2 separate regions of the Mus musculus genome follow, and region 1 is linked to region 2. Evidence: chromatin contacts called from public promoter capture Hi-C data. All regions are on one chromosome and are shown on one strand. Each heading gives the region's core, a stretch centred on a gene start, on an enhancer-like site or on the middle of the called end of the contact. The rest is flanking DNA. Distances are from core to core; before and after follow the strand shown. Region 1 holds the start of Il1b (interleukin 1 beta). Region 2 holds the start of Acoxl (acyl-Coenzyme A oxidase-like).

Region 1 (3,034 bases), core at 128-2,627, 1.5 Mb after region 2:
AACAGATGTGGTCAAGTGATAGCTCCTTATCAATACTGAGCAGACAGACTTCCATTGTTCATAAAACCACACCTACCATGACTCTTAAAGCTTCCCAAAGACTTCTGGGAAGTTCTACAGTGCTACGTAAGTAACAGTCTAGAAGCAGATTCTGGGCCAGGTAAGTGGGTGCTCTGGTTGCTCTCTGTTGACTTCTGACACCTAAATTCTAGACTAGCAGAGTTAGCTAAAGTCTGAGCTCTCTGCCTTTGCTTCCAAGCCAGACTTTGCAAAAGAGTCTCTTATCCTGTCCATGTGGAAGTTTTTCTTACCATTGCATCTGTAGGAGTCCCTGTAGTGACAGCACCTAAGTCCCTAGGTTGGGCTTGGGAGTGAAGAGGTCAGTCTTTAAGCTAGGTTGCTTGAACTCTGATAGCCACTGAAGGAGATGAGTTGGGGACTCTCTGGCCTCTGAAAGTAGATAGCCCTCCATTCCTGAAAGCAGAGTGCTGGATATGTGACCACTCTCCAGTACCCACTGACCTGTCAAAAGGTGGCATTTCACAGTTGAGTTCAGGAACAGTTGCCATAGCTGCTTCAGACACCTGTGTGAAGAAAGAAAGTGGGTGGGCATCCAGCGTTAGCTCCCCGAGGGGCGTCCTTCATATGTGTTTCTCTTAGCTCTAGTTCAGGGCAGGCATGCTAAACTGGTCTCTGAGGAATGAAGGAACGGAGGAGCCGTTGTATAGGTCTAGAACAGTGGCCCTTTTGGAGTCAAGTGGCCCTTTCACAGGGGTCACCTAAGACCATTGGATAACACAGATATTTACACTTCATAACAGTAGCAAAATTATAGTTATGAAGTAGCAATGAAAATAATTTTAGGGTGTGTGGGGGGTCACTACAACATGGGGAACAGCATTAGGAAGATGCTCTGGAAGGAAGCAACAGCAGAGCCAAACCCTAATAAAGAAGCTTTCCTACAAGACAGGAGCTGCCTTTTAGATGTCAGCGGCTATACAGACAGTACTCATTTCCAGAGTACTTCACAAACCATGGAGGTACAGCTACTTTTTATAAATAAAAAGCCCAAAGTCCATCAGTGGGGGGGGGGGAAAGAGAGAGAGAGAGAGAGACAGAGAGAGACAGAGAGAGAGACAGAGAGACAGAGAGAGACAGACAGAGAGAGACAGAGACAGACAGAGAGAGAGAGAGATAGACAGACAGAGACAGAGAGAGAGACAGACAGAGACAGAGAGAGAGAGACAGAGAGAGAGAGATAGAGAGAGACAGAGAGAGAGAGAGACAGAGAGAGAGAGAGACTTACTTGCACAAGGAAGCTTGGCTGGAGAGGATCCCAGATGAGCCTATTAGGCCTCGAACCACTGCAGGGTTTGTTGTCCAACTTGTTTTCCCTCCCTTGTTTTATAGTCCTAAAAAGCAGAAGTGAAGAGCTGTGAAATTTTCCCTTGGGTTAACTGATTTCACAACAAAACTGAAGGGTGGGGGAGGGGGGAGAAGCTTGATGGGAATTCTTAGGGGAAGAGGCTATTGCTACCCTGAAATAATTTCTAATCCCTGGAAGTCAAGGGGTGGCAGATAGTGACACATTCGCAAGTGTGTCATCGTGGTGGAAATGGGCATTATTTCCCCCTGGACAATTGTGCAGATGGTGTCAATATTAAAAATATTGGGTTTTCCTGGGTTAGCTGTACATTTTAAGTCAGGATGTGCGGAACAAAGGTAGGCACGTAGATGCACACCCAGAAGTGTGTCACCTCTCTCGCCTCCTTGTGCTTAAGCTGAGGGAGCTTTGCAGTTGGAGTTTGGTAACTGGATGGTGCTTCTGTGCTCTCCATCAACTGTGTTAGCAGGGGCTTCTGGAGAGACACGCACTTCCTTGTGTGGGTCAGGGCACACACAGTATGCAGGTATCAGTGTAGACTTATCATAGGGTCAGGGAACTCTGGAAGCAAGCCTATGCAGTCTGATAATGCCAGGGTGCTTATTTTTTTCTTTTATTGGATATTTTCTTTATTTACATTTCAAATGTTATCCCTTTTCCAGGTCTCCCCTCCGGAAACCCCCTATCCTCTCCCCCTCCCCTGCCTCTATGAGGATGCTCCCCCACTCACCCACCCACTCCTGCTTTCCTGCCCTGCCAGGGTACTTATAATACCATAGCCAGTCTCATGTTGAAACCATATCAGTGCTAGGTGATCAGCAGAATGAGCCTGAATTAAGTTGCACAGTGCAAAGGTGGTGAACGAGGCATCTGCCTGTTCATGAGCACAGTCCATCTTAAAAAGTGAAGAGATAGTCTTTGCCTAAAAAATTGTTTTGGAAAATTCTTGTTTCTATAAGATCTGGGGAGACCAAGTCTCTTGGCCATATCAAGCATCACTAGACTGCTAACTCAGAGAGCCCAGGGAGCCTACCCAGGGGAGCTCTTCTTGCTTGGATGGAATGAGCAACCAGGCCATATGAATGCTGCATACAGTCTCTTGGGCACATCTACAGTATAGTAGAATCCTCAGTGGAAACCTAACTCCTTTGCTGAGCCCTCAGAGAGTCTGTGGACTCCATTAGAGCCAGGTCTCCACAGTGCCTGGCAGATGGATGCAGGCAGTAGGAGCTAGCCCGGGTGAGTAGGAATTTGGCAATGTGTTCATTCAGATGAGTTTGTACCTAGTATGTTTTGGTTACTGAGCTTATTCTGCAGCACTGAAGGGAAATAGACAGACAGAATTGGAAGGAGGAATAGACAAGGCTCTACTATGAAACAAGGTTTACTTACTAGGCAGCCTTCTTTTGCCTAATTTGGTTCACAGCATCTCGATTTCAGGAAGGCAAACAGAAGAATCCTGCCTTTGACCAGCTATATGTTTGATTTGAAATCTGAAGATGGTTCAGGGTCTCAGTTGCTTTTGAGTTTGGTGAGCAATGGTCAGTTCTCAGCACTAAGGTCTTATAAGATGTATTATCTAGTTCTGCAGACAATCCAGAGGTCCTGTCTGGGCCATCTGGTTCATTTTTCTGTTCTGCCTTCACAGGG
Region 2 (3,100 bases), core at 254-2,753:
CTCCCTTCTCAGGACCCTTGTAGTCTCCTCCCAAATGGTTCCCATTCATCAGTTGGTCTCTTTCCCAATCATGGCTTACAGCTGGCTCATAGGAACATCCTAACTCAACACTTTCTTCTCCCAGTTGGGGTCAGACTACTCTTGACCATTTATGGGGCTGTCTGGGAACAAATTCTTGAATAATGAAATAGCAACCCACAGCTCCTGCTCACCTACACTATGCCCCCTGAGACTGAAAGAAAATTACCCACAATCCCCTGTGTTATCATCATCCTAATAATTTGCATGGGCAGGCATTGGTAGCAGGAACATGGCCTAGCCCAGTGGTCCTTGAGTGTGGTCTGACAATCCCTGGATATCTCTGAGATGTTTGCAGGTGCCACCTGAAAAATAAATGCCTGGTTTTCTGTGTGTGTGATGCAGGACTTTTGTGACAAACTAACCCAAAGGGCACCTCACAGCAAAGGCAAAGCTGAAAGCCAAGGTGTCTTTAATTAGGCTAGATATTCAAACAATTTGTAAAATGTAAGATAACTCTATTTGTCTAACTTATTTTATTTTTTATCTCCTTTTTGGATTTTGGAAATTGTGTGTATTTTCATGAAACTATTACTTTATGAGTTTATTATTATTTACAATGACTAAAGTACCAGATTTCTCTGTTTTAATTACCAATATGGTAAATTGCTAAATAGAACCACAAGGAAAGCTCCTCGGCAGTTTCACAGTTTTTTTTTTCTTTTTATATTTATTTATTTACTTATGTGTTTGTTTTTTTGTGTGTATGTGTATGGACACACATATGCCACAGCATGCATGTGGAGGTCAGGGGCACCTTGTGAGAGTGGGTTCTTTTCGTCTTCCATGTGGGTCCTAAGGCTCGAAGTCTGGTCATCAGGCTTAGTGGCAAGCACCTTTACCCACTGAGCCATCTCGTTGGTCCCTCAGTAGTTTTTAAGTGTAAAGGGGCTTAGGGACCTTGAAGTCTGAACAACACTGGTTTAAATCATCCACAGGTTCCGGGAAGCCCACTCTTAGCTGCCTGGTGGGAATTGGCAGACAACCTATGGCCTGATCGTTGTATTTACTCTAACTATATATTTTTTTTAAATTAGTTTTAGTTTTGGGTGTTTTACATTAGAGAGACTGGTGATTAGCTCTAAGATGGAATGATATTCTAAGGTCAGATTGCCTCACTTCTGAAGGTGCTTGAGAATGAGGAAACCGGTTACTTTCCTGATAACCCCTAAGATGTTAGACTTCTTCCCCCCCCCCCCCGACCCCCCACCCCCCGGAAGTCATGAGTGCATTGCAAAACTCTAGCTGAGCAGGGACTATGTCAAGAAGCCAAAGAAGTGAGTCTGTCATTGGTTCTTCATGAAATTCTGTCCTGTTTAGGCCTCAACACCAACCCAGTCCCTATTGGTCCTAAGGATCATGACAGAGAAGCCTCCTCCCACCCATCCCTGTGCTTGCTCTGACTTTCTTTCTCTGAGACCTTTCCTCTTTGGGCTTGGGCCCTCTGGCTTCTGTTTGTCCTGGAACCCTGGCTTTTCCTAGCAGGCTGTGACAGGCTACCCTGGATCTTGGTCTGTGTGCTGCTTTTGGCAGGAGTCTTTGTCCCAGCTCCAGCCCCATGCACTTGGATGCTGGCCACTTGGCCAGGCCAGCCCTGGCCCCATGGGATCCTGTGGAAGAGTTGAGCAGAGATGACAGGATGGAGTGGACTGTTTATAGAAGTCCCTCTGTATAGATTGGCATCCAAAGTGTGCTGTCATCTGCGGGGACCACAGGGATTTCTTCAGAGAGCCTGCCAGGGAGTGTGTTGTCTGCCAAGGGACTCCAGAGCAGCTGGAATCATGGTTTGTTTATTTCTTGATACTGTGACCATTTTTTATAAATAAGATCTTTTTATTTGAAAACTTAATTACTACTTTTACAGTCAAGTGTTGTGTAAAAGGTAACAACAATTACTACTTGCTACCATTTGTTAAGTCCCTTCAGTATGGCAGGTGAGGTGACTCACTCACTTCACAGTTATTTACTGGCTCCAACAATGAGCTAGACACCAAGGGACAGAAAGTAAAGCAGGTATTTGTGGAGCTTATAGTTTAATACAGGAGGACACACTGCATAGTAAAACACATATACGTTTATGGTACATCAGGCAGTGACAGACTCTGTGAGTAAAAATCAGACATAAAAAGTTGGAGAGAAAGAAGATGAAATTGTCTTTATGATGCCATGCTCTTATCGTTGAAAATCATCATAATTGCACAAAAATATGTTAGGACTAGTAAATTCAGTAAAGTTGCAGGTAAGATCAATATGTCTTTCTATGTTAAAATGCACAATCAAAAGAAAATTGAAATTTTTAATTATAAAATAAGCATGAAATGACAAAATACTAAGAAACACATTTTTCTTTCCTTTGTTCTTTTTTCTTCTTTTTTTCTTTTTTATTTCTTTTTTCTTTCTTTCCTTCCTTCCTTTCTTCCTTTTTTTTTTTTTTCTTTTGAGACAAGCTTCATTGTGTAGCCCTGGTTGGCCCAGAACTCTCTACATAGACCAGGTTGGCTTTGAACTCATAGAGATCTGCCTCCAGAGTACTGGGATTAAAACATGCACTATCATGCCTGGCTTACAATGTAAAATTTTTGTACACCAAGGGCGATTTCTTTCTTTCTCTCTCTTTCTCCTTCCTTCCTTCCTTCCTTCCTTCCTTCCTTCCTTTCTTTCTTTCTTTCTTCCTTCCTTCCTTCCCTCCCTCCCTCCCTCTCTCTTTCTTTCTTTTTCTTTCTCTCTCTCTTTTTTCTTTCTCTTTTCATTCTCTTTCTTTCTTTCCTTTTCCTTTTTCTTTTCTTTCTTTCTTTCTTTCTTTCTTTTTTTTTTTTTTTTGAGACAGGTTTTCTCTGTGTAGCCCTGGCTATCCTGGAACTCACTCTGTAGACCAGGCTGGCCTTGAGCTCAGAAATCCGTTTGCCTCTGCCTCTCAAGTGCTGGGATTAAAGGTGTGCTCCACCACTGCCCAGCGAATGATTTTTTTTTTTTTTGAATGTATCCCTCCAAATGTCTGTGTTGAAAGTTAAGGTCCACCACA

The links. Promoter capture Hi-C pulls out the DNA fragments that hold promoters and counts their contacts.
Region 1: a promoter capture Hi-C map of hippocampal neurons shows a contact between it and region 2, with 2.9 times the contacts expected there. The contact joins the promoter of Il1b here to the promoter of Acoxl in region 2.

The regions. Positions count from the first base shown.
Region 1 is chr2:129,369,762-129,372,795 of GRCm38.p6, forward strand. Il1b (interleukin 1 beta) reads right to left here and starts at 1,378. Exons shown (of 7, transcript NM_008361.4): 1 at 1,307-1,378; 2 at 523-584. The coding sequence starts at 569. Il1bos (interleukin 1 beta, opposite strand) reads left to right here and starts at 141. Exons shown (of 3, transcript NR_015474.1): 1 at 141-160; 2 at 3,033-3,034.
Region 2 is chr2:127,853,125-127,856,224 of GRCm38.p6, forward strand. It overlaps Acoxl (acyl-Coenzyme A oxidase-like), which reads left to right and starts at 1,504. Exons shown (of 18, transcript NM_028765.3): 1 at 1,504-1,862. The coding sequence starts at 1,710.